Linked DNA regions of Mus musculus: region 2 is linked to region 1. A link is a contact called in public Hi-C data. All regions are on one chromosome and are shown on one strand. Each heading gives the region's core, a stretch centred on a gene start, on an enhancer-like site or on the middle of the called end of the contact. The rest is flanking DNA. Distances are from core to core; before and after follow the strand shown.

The links. Hi-C and Micro-C count contacts between places; a contact is called where the count stands out from the background.
Region 2: a Hi-C map of bone marrow-derived macrophages shows a contact between it and region 1, with 20 read pairs. The contact joins two enhancer-like sites. A contact is called at or near these places in 3 of 15 datasets of contacts at CTCF or cohesin (the NIH/3T3 cell line, embryonic stem cells and stem cell-derived epiblast-like cells), 2 of 484 Hi-C or Micro-C datasets (bone marrow-derived macrophages and ventral hippocampal neurons) and 5 of 115 datasets of contacts at active chromatin or transcription factors (embryonic basal ganglia, embryonic hindbrain, embryonic midbrain and 2 more).

What each region holds. Positions count from the first base shown.
Region 1 is chr6:89,006,960-89,012,054 of GRCm38.p6, reverse strand. No RefSeq gene overlaps it. Among named protein-coding and RNA genes, the nearest start is that of Gm36639, 14 kb to the left of the region's middle. Within about 2 kb of position 3,039, at least 136 of the 459 cell types and tissues checked have an H3K27ac peak or open chromatin away from gene starts, as enhancers often do. A contact at or near this core is called in bone marrow-derived macrophages, where this site is marked.
Region 2 is chr6:89,550,356-89,554,875 of GRCm38.p6, reverse strand. The region is part of intron 4 of Chchd6 (coiled-coil-helix-coiled-coil-helix domain containing 6); the gene reads left to right. Among named protein-coding and RNA genes, the nearest start is that of Chchd6, 43 kb to the left of the region's middle. Within about 2 kb of position 1,380, at least 38 of the 459 cell types and tissues checked have an H3K27ac peak or open chromatin away from gene starts, as enhancers often do. A contact at or near this core is called in bone marrow-derived macrophages, where this site is marked.

The DNA of each region.
Region 1 (5,095 bases), core at 1,790-4,289:
TTACCACCCTTGGAGGGAAAACTTAGCCTGGGAACACTCTCAGCACCACACTAGATAACAGCCAGTTCTTGCAGAGGCCATGTCACCCCTCACTCTCCCTTTCTAGCCATAACCCCATACCAGCCCTGCTGGGAGGCAGATAAATGGCAATTGATCCAAACCAGGGAGAATGGGGCAGGGCCACAGACTAAGCTGCTGGAGACCTGAGAGGAGCAGCCACCCAGGAGGCTGGTACTACCCAAGGTCCCAGAAAAGAGCAGTGCGGCAGTGTGGTGGTGTGGCTATGGCTGGACCTGACACCAGTACCTCCAGGTTTGTGATGATTCAGCAGGGACCCTCCTGAAACAGGTGCCTACCAGCTACACTAGCCCCTCCATGCTTGCCCCAGAGCCCAGGTTTGTCCAGGCCACAGGCTTTGCCTGGGAAATGCCCTTCCTCCAAGGCTGAGCTCTCTGTGACCATCAGTCTCCACAGGTAGAAGTTGATCAGAATTCCTTATGATCCCTTCCAATGCTCATTGCAAGCCCATTCCCTTCCAGGACACACCATTGGATAACATAGTCTTGAGGTCAGGGAAGGGAGTGACTGAGAGCCAGTGTGCATGCTCTGGGATTCTGTCAGACTTCTCTTCTCTCAGGGCAGGAATCTATGAGGATAGCAGGGACCTCTACTCTGTGAGTCACAGTCTACGCAGCAGGCCACTCACTCAGGGCCTCCGGAAAGCTGAGGTTCAGACGGGGCCTCTAGTGACTTGGGCTCCTGAGAGGCAGAGCTCAGTCTTCTGGCCCAAATCAACAAGTCATCCGCATCCCACCTCCTAGAGTCATGGGAGAGACAAGAAGCATGAATAGATGGCTCTCAAGGCCGAGCCCCTCTACCCTAGACAGCAGCAGCTGTGTGTGGACAAACCCCAGACCCTCTGCTGCTGCCGAGTCTCCAGTCAGGAAACCTGCTTCTCAGCCAGGGCTCTGCTGAGTGACACGCTCAGACAGCATCAAGAACAGAGCACGATGCTCATGCTATGCACAGCCTCAGTGACTGCCTCTGCCACCCTGGAGTTGATATTTCCTCCCCTCCCACCCTGCTTCTCCCAGCGATCCTTCTGGGTACCAGAGTGTGGCTAGAAGATCAGCTTGCAGAAGGGATGCTACCACTGCACTGCGTACCCTGCCCCCACTTACTGTTTCCTCTGGGTGCTCATTGGCATTCAGGAGTCCTTGTTGAAACCCACATGCATGGATGTGCAGAAAGGCTGCACCAGCTCTGGGTTCTTATCTTCTGTAAGCCTCTACTTTGCCTCTGTGCAATGGGCACCAAGGGTGGCCAGGAAACTCGGGTGTGTGCATAGTGCCATGGCACACAGCAGGAGTGATGGAGGGCCAGAAAGGGTTGTGTACCTGCCTTCCCAGAGGAGTGCAGGTTGCTTAGAAGAGGTGAGAAGGTATAGGTCCCTTTCTGATTCTTGAAAGGATCATGGCGTAAGGTAAACAGACTTGATTTCAGGAGCCGCAAAGGGAAAAAAAACAAAACAAAACACCTGAGCAGGAACAGCCTGTGTGCCAGCAAAACAGAGAATCCATTGTCCATGTGCATGTTTCGGTAAAATGGGGCTCAGAGGAGGCGAAGGAAGGACTTGGAGCTCAGTGAGCAGGCACACTCCACCAGGGCCAGCTGTGGCCTGTGGAGCCTCCAGGCTGGGTTTTCTAGGCAGCATGGAGCTGGATCCTCCAGGGGGTGAGGGAGGTTGGGTAGCACCCAGGTTACAAAGTGCAAACATCCTTGGTGGGAGAGGTCAGGAAGAGAGAGCAAGCACCCCACCAGAGTTCTCCCTGCTGCTGAGCCAGGAGGCTGCTAGATCTGCCTAACCCTGCAGCACAAAGTTAATTTTGGGTCTCCACAGTAAACAGGCTTCCTAAAGCCATGGTTAAAGGGCTCTGGCCGTGCAGAGCTAACTGGCATCAGGACCCTCCAGCTCACATCTGGTTCCATTGTGATTCCCATATCCAGGAAAGATGTAGGAAGAAGCACTCAGGAGCTGCTGAAGAAACTGGCCCCCTGATGCCAGAAACCTTGTTGGCAGCTTCCTCCTCCTCTCCTTTTCCCTCTCCCTCTTGCGGCTGTCTAATAAGGTCAGCTCAAGGCTTGGTGAAGGTAGATGGCAGGCAGTATTTTTCAGTCCTGATGGATTCTGGTGCTCCTGAGCCAAGTGTAAAGCTGGTTCCTCACAGGGTCCAGCCTCCAGGCCAGATGATAACCCGAGACCAGAGGCAACAGCCAAGTCTATCTGAAAGCATCTCTCCCAGGTCCCCGATGCAGCAACTGAAATTAAGACTGACACCAGGGCTGGGACCTCAAACATGGCAGGACCCTTCTCTGGAAGAGTTCAAAGTAGAAGTCCCACGCACACAACTAAAGACAACTCCAATCTGGTATGCATACGGTCTACAGTGAAGGCGAGGGAGGACTTCCTCGAGGCAACAGAGCCCCCACTGCCTCCCGAGGGAGGCCTAGTCGCCATCCAGAGCGTGAGAAACCGGGGACAATGACTCCCTCTCCTGCAAAAGAAACCCTCCTGGTCAGAGAGAACAGTAGGATGTATCAGGGAACTTTCGCCACCTAAGGAACTAGCCCGAGTCTCAGCAACTTTTGTTTGTTTGTTTGTTTGTTCTTTTGAGACAGGGCTTCTCTGGGTAACAGCCCTGGCTGCCTGAAACTAGCTTTGTAAACCAAGCTAGCCTCAAACTCACAGAGGTTGCCTGCCTCTGCCTCCCAAGTGCTGGGATGAAGGCATGAGCCACCTTGCCTGGCTTTAGCAACTTAAATCAGCACAATTCCTTGTTTTCCCTTGTTCTGTGAGTTGTCAGGTCATTCTTCTAGCTTCCTGTAGTTCGGCTGGTTCCTCTGCTGAGCCGAGGGTTCACACCCACACTATTCGCCCTGACTTCAGGCTAAAATCCCAGGTCAGGCTCCGGGGCTGCACTCTGGTGGGTGGGGACAGCTGGGCGGGGCTTCTCCAGCTTCCGGGCAGGCTGGAGCGGCAGCTGCGGTGCAGTCTCAGTCCCAGTCTCTGCAGCTGTATTGCCTCTGTCAACGGGCCGACGGGAGGATGGGAAGCCCAGGAAGAAAAATAACACACAATTTAATCTCCCCAAATCAACCCATCCTACAAAGGGAAAAATAAAACAGAGTCTCCGCCAAGGCTGACCTTCTGTTTACATTTTCCTTGGCAACTGAGAAATAATTGCGGTTCTGCAGGGCCCTCCCCTCCCCCACCCTGCCTCATCCTATTCAAGCGCGACCAGGGATGACACTGGAATCTTGAACCGCACTAAGTGGTTACTATGGTGTCAGGCTGAAATTGTGAATCCCAGAGGCTGCCACAGCAGGGAGGCGGGGAGCCAGGGCAGAGTCTCAGCCGAGGCTAGTGACTGGGGGGCCTAGCCAGTTAATAGCAGACAAACTGTGCTCGCAAAGAGTAGAGTAGGGGGTTGAAAGATACGGTGGTCAGAGCAGGTGCAGGACCAGACCCAAGTCCCAGTCACACCCCCTGAGCCTTACTCTGTCCGGGCTGCTCTTTCACCCTCCACCCTGTGCCCACCAGGATTGAATCTCTGCCCAGCCCCACAGAAGAAATCCTCAGGATTTCTTTCTTATTTCCCCACAGAAATCCAGAGCCTTGGTGCTCACCCAAGGAACCTGCAGAGGTGCTTTGGGTACCACCCTGCACTTCTCCAGCTCTGCCACAGAGAACTACAAGCCAATCCTGCCGGACTCACACTGATATGTGTCAGTGTAAGATCCCTCCACTGCCACACCCTGGTTCCATTCCCACCTCCAGACAGTGAGTGACCTTAGACCCTACTCTGACCTTGAACCTCTTCTTCTCATGCCTGTGCCTTGGGGGGAAAAATCTTCTAAAGAGCACATCAGATCTTGTCTGTAATCTTCACTGAGAGAGAGCTCTTGAGTGGTCGCGGTGCCTGCCCGGCTCTGACTTCATTTGTTCCACCAACCATATCATTCTAGCTATCCTGGCCTCTGAACTGCTCCCTGCGATGGCCGGCTTGCTCCTGCCCCAGGACCTTTGAACTGGTCATTCGTTGCTACTGTGACTCCTTCCCAAACCACCACTGAGGCCTTAGGGATTGCCTGATCACTGTTGTGGTCTTCATGCTTCAAACAGGACAAGCACAGGGACGAATGAATGAATGAATGAATTAGCCATTTCCTGGTTTCTAATCCCCATCTTCTCTGTCTCTACTATAAGGATCTAGACCATCAGAAGAGGGACTCAGAGGCTCCTAAGAAAGCCCCAGCCTATAAACATGTAGTGTTCCACCCACTCAGTGCTGGACCCATGACTCACAAACTTCCATTCACTAAGACATAACAATGGGAAAAATGAACACAGGGTTCCCAGTCTGTTTTTTGGTTTTTTGCAAGATGTCGTACAAATTCCCCACCTGGGTCTTTTCTTTCTTCCTTCCTTCCTTCCTTCCTTCCTTCCTTCCTTCCTTTTTTTTTTTTTTTTTTTTTTTGGTCTTTCTTTCTTTATTAGGGCTGCCCTTTCTTTTTTAGGGCTGCCCTCTTAGCTCTCTTTGGGGATGTATTTGTTCTTTATTTTTCCCATCTCATCCTGATTCAGTGTGGACTATCAGGCGTGGTTCCTGGCTGTGGACTGAGGCTCTAACAGCCAGCAGGAAACTTACCCAACATGCTCTACAACGCTCCGAGGTCTACCCTCCCCCAAGACTATGCGGCAGAACCCCACTGACGACTACCTACAGCTGTCCACAGGACCAGATCCAGCCTGTGAAGTCCTCCCTCTCAGCCCTCAGGGACCGCGGCTACCGTGACCGTGTGGGGGATGGTTCGAGGGCATCCCCGATGGCAGGGCCGGGGTGGAGCTTGAGGAAGACTTCCGCCTTGCACAGACCCATTTCTTCCCTTTTAAAACCGCCTTGATTGCTTTTGATAATCAGATTTACTGGTAAAATTTGGTCTTTGTGCTTCCCTGTGTTCTACCAAGCGGCGCATCCGGAAGGCCCCTTCATGCCCGTGGCTAGTGTGTGGTTCCTTGCTCAAATGTGCTAGT
Region 2 (4,520 bases), core at 131-2,630, 540 kb before region 1:
CCTGGGGTCATAAGCTGAGAAAGCTGTGACTTAAAAGGGGCAAGCAAGGGAGTCCTCAAGTCACAAGATTTCTCAAGCAGAGGGGACAGTCAGGGTTGGAGATAGGAGGGAGCTTATGGTAGGTCTTTATCAAGGTGGAGGAGGGCTCAGAGTGGAGGAGGCAAGATCAGTGGGAGGCTCACCACCATCCCAGGGAAAGTTGTGATGATCAGACAGGACACTGATTGTCTTGGAGGACTGAGTAGATAGGCAGGATATTGACTGGGAGCCCAGCAGCACAGTGAGTGACACAAGTAGAAAGACCCAGCACCCTTTTCCATAGCTCGGTGGTCTGGGCTCGTAGGGTTTCCAGCCTCAGCATGTGTGGCTTCCAGGTGGTTGCTCCAGCTCTCCCTGATGGGGAGGGGGGCCTGGTGAGATCACGGCCAGTTTAAAAGCAAGAACAGAACTGAGCACACCATTTCTAGACATGTCCTGTTGGCTGGACGGTCCTGTGGCCTCTCTCAGCTATAAGCTGTTTAGGAATTGTGTCTAACTGTCGTCAAGCTGAAGCTCTGTCACAGTGGAGGAGGGAGGCATGGCTGTTGGGGACAGATGGAAATTCTCACTCTCTGCTGTTGCCTCCTCACTGCCCCACCCTCAGTGACTCCCACATTCATCTTGTTCTGAACTCTGTGTGGCTTCTGTTCTCTAGGAGCCATTAGGAACTGTGCTGGCCACGGTGACGAATACTTGAGAGATACAGTTGAAAGGGAGGTACCGCTTGCTTGGGCTCATGGTTTCAGAACTCTCTGCTCATAGCTGGCTATATTTCTGGCAGTGAGGAGGCAGGTGGAAGGACATGGCAAAGCTAAGTTGCTCATCTCATCCTGGCTAGGAAGCAAAGGGAGGCAGAGGGGCCCCGGACATTGACGTATACTAGGTCTGTGCAACCCTTTACCAGACATACTCGATCTGGGTTCCTATCTTCCTCTCGGGAGCACCTCTTGTGTCCACAGTGAGCCACTTCCTATGGCCATGGAAAGTATTTTCTAAGAAGTTCATGTCCTGAAATCTCTGGAAGGAGCAGCATAGAAGGGCATTTGGAATTGGTGTGCCTACTCCATGAATTTCCTTTCCTGTACTGCCATAGGGCAGGTGTGAGCAGGGAAGCTGCTGTCTGCTCTTGGGAAAAGTTGGGAAGGAGGACAGACTCATAAACTGACTTCTTTCTGCTTTTCACTCTGACTCCTGGGTAACTGTTTTCTCAAAAGTTTGGCTTATTGCACAGCTTGGGAGAATCCCACTGAATCTTGGGAATGAGGTCACACTGCTGTACATCCACCCCCAACCTCTCTCGGGTCTGGCCCCTCTCTGTCGTGCTTATTGAGCAGAGTCCACTAGGTGGCAGTCCTGGGCCACTTGTTGGTGGGGACGATTGAAATGCTGCAAAAGACCCAGTGGGATGGAGAGCAAGGGTCCTCTTGCCCAAATGCCTTTTAGTGGGTCTGTAACTGCTGATTCTAGAGACACTGAACCTGGTTAGGAAGCCAGAGATGCCTTTTCTTCTGGCAGACTCTCCACCTCTCTCCTAGCCTTTGATTTTGCTAACTCTACTCTCCTGTTGTGGCTGCCCTAGGCTTGCTGCAGTTCAAGAGACCAAGTGGTGCCCCTGAGAATCAGAGAAGGAGATCTTCCAGCCCCTGTAATGCACTGGCTGGAGGATGGGCTCCCTCTTCTTGCTGTGGTTTGCTTCTTTCCGAGGATGTTGCTGGTGGCAGCTTGGCTTGAGTCCAGAGCAATAGAGGCACAGTTGGGCTTAGATGGGGGGGCAGGGTGAGAAATGCTGAGGTTTGAGGAGGGATGGTCTGGGTCATTCCCTTATCAACCATAGGTTACTGTTTTCTCAGGCTGTGTAGTCCAGGCTGCTCATAGCCTAATGCCTCAAATTAGGGTGGGATTAAGGGTGGCTCTGTGGACTTTGTCCTCAGACAGATGGTTAGGAGACAGAGGGTTCCTTGCACCATCTTCTCTAAGAGCTGGTGACATCCTTCAAGCGCCTTTTCTTGGCGTCTTTGCACAAAACAAGCAGATTCTGACTTTCTTGTAGGCGGATGGACTGCCAGTTTTGGCAGCAAGGGAGATTTTTTTTTCAAGGCCCGGAGAAGACATGGAGGGAACTCAGCTAACCTAGCGGTGACTTGAACTGTGGTGAATAGCCATTAGGTTAAAGGATCCTAATGCTGGCTCCCAGTACAGCCACTGCTGCTCATTTCTCTGAAGAAGCCAGGGTCTAGTGGCAAGAGTCCTATTCTTCTGTGTCCTTCTGGAGAGTCTCCAGGAGGATGACATGGCAAGATCATCTGTGACATTCCTATGAGCATGCTGTAGCTGGCCTGCATGCCTACCATAGCTCTGGCTTGCCCTGAATTGGTTGCTGCCAACTCCACAGCAGGGTGGGGTCTCATGTAAATATGGAAGGTCTCTGTAGGGATGTCTTTCTCAGAGAGCTGGTCCTAGCCATATTCTTCTCGGTTTCTTGGCAGCCACTCCAAGACACTGATCAGCTGCCCCCACCTGTTTTGGCCTTAATGCCTTTGTTGCTTCCTAGTAGTTGCTCAGAGCCTTCATGACTGTCCTTTAGGTAGTAGTGGGTGAAAAGAGAGCTCTGGGTTTTGTCCTCCTGTCTTGCAAGCTCTTGTACTACAGTGGTCTCAAGGGCACAGCATACATACATTCCCAGCTCACTGAAAGTTGGTGTTACTCACAAGGTGCTTGCCATAGTGACTGTCATTCCTCAGGGTTAGGGAGGAAGGACTCTGCTGCTTAGCCTTTATGGGGGAGAATACCGCCTTGAAAGTGGTGTGGCTATGTAAGTTCCAGGTGGAAGAGAAGCACATTCCTTTGTCCACAGCAGTGCTGATACCCCCAACGTTCTGTGTACAGTTTCTAGAATACAGGTAGAAAAAGGAAGGGACTTAATATGCATATCAGTCCATAAATCATCCTAGCAATTAGAGTTCTGGTTCGTTGTGTTACAGAGTCGCCAAAGAAGAAGTAGAACTCCCTCTCTAGGGGAAGATGCCTAAAGCTAGCCATGGTTCAGCTCTCAGGACTGTATACTTCTGTGCTTGCCTGGACACTCCCTCATGGCAAAGCTGTTGCTAAGGTGCTGAGACTTAGCAAACTGGGGAGAGAGGAGGTAAAGTTATCCAGGAACATTCTTCCTGATGTTTCCTTCCAAAGCAGACTGTTTAACTGCTCCACTGCAAAGTGAAAAGCATGTGTGCTACCTCTAATTGGTTTACAAAGAGATTGATTTCTGCCTGTGTGATGCTGCCAGGAGCCCCAGGGTCTTTCCTTAGGGATAATGTACCTCCAAATACATTCCATTTGTAGCCACTTTAGATATGGAACGAACCCCAGAGATGAAATGTTAGACACCTTCACCTGAGCCTCAGAGTAGTGCCCGTATTAAGAAGCTGGCCAGCAATAGAGGAGATGGCTACCATGAGAAAGCAAGGCCCCTGCCAGTCTACTTGGGTTTGGTGTTTTGCTCAGAAGAGGTTGCTAGCTATCATACTCAGAAATCCTGGAGAAGAAAGATTGTAAAGAGAATCTGAGAGACTTTCCTAATTATGTGCAGAAAATGTCCTAAAGAAAGGCCAGCTTTCCTGGCTCTGCCAAGCACTGTGAGAGGTATCAGCATAGGTAGTTCTGACCAGGAATGGGGAAGAGAGCAGCTTCCGGGGATGGAGGGTAGGGTTCTCCACAGCAGCTTCCCTGGCTGCAGGCAGCAGATCTGTGTCTCCAAGGGAAGGAGGTGACAGCCATAGAGCATCAGAGTGGTATTCATCTTGCCAGTCTCAAGAGGGAGGTGAAGATAACCTGTGTCTGCAGGCTCCTGAGTCCTGACTTGGTACCCTATCTGGAGGGTCAGTAACTTCTGACACTGCAGTGCACAACTGGTATCTGGAAGTATCTTTCCCTTGCTCCTGAAACCCTGTGGGTGTGCACTCCCCAGGGATTCTGCAGGGTGTCTGCATTTGAGTCATTGTAGCTCCGTTTTTGGCAGCTTGATTATTTAGGCTTGACAGGTAGGCACAACTGTCTCATTAGATGCAGATATATTCGTGTGGTTTGAAAAAAATGGAACATTCCATTAATCTATATAAAAAAAAAACACCAGTAGCCCCCTTTGTTTTTAAACTCAGTATATCAAAATCTGTTGTCATTATATTTAGGAAATGGGAATGAAGTCATCACTGGTGACTTCTTTTCATCAACACCTAGGTGTTTGTGGTTGTGTTATACATCTGTGGGTGTGTACCCCCAGGCCTAGGTCCTGGGCTTTGTATATGTTTCTTATTTGATCCTTAGAGTTTCTGTCAGGTAGGGACAGTGTCACTCCCATTTTGAGGTTGACACTGAGGCTGCCCTGACCTCTGTAGTAGATGCATGTAGAACTGTACAGTGAAGTTCTGCTGTAGCTAATGCCTATCTATAGATGTTGACATTGGAGAGCCAAGTGGATGTGGCAG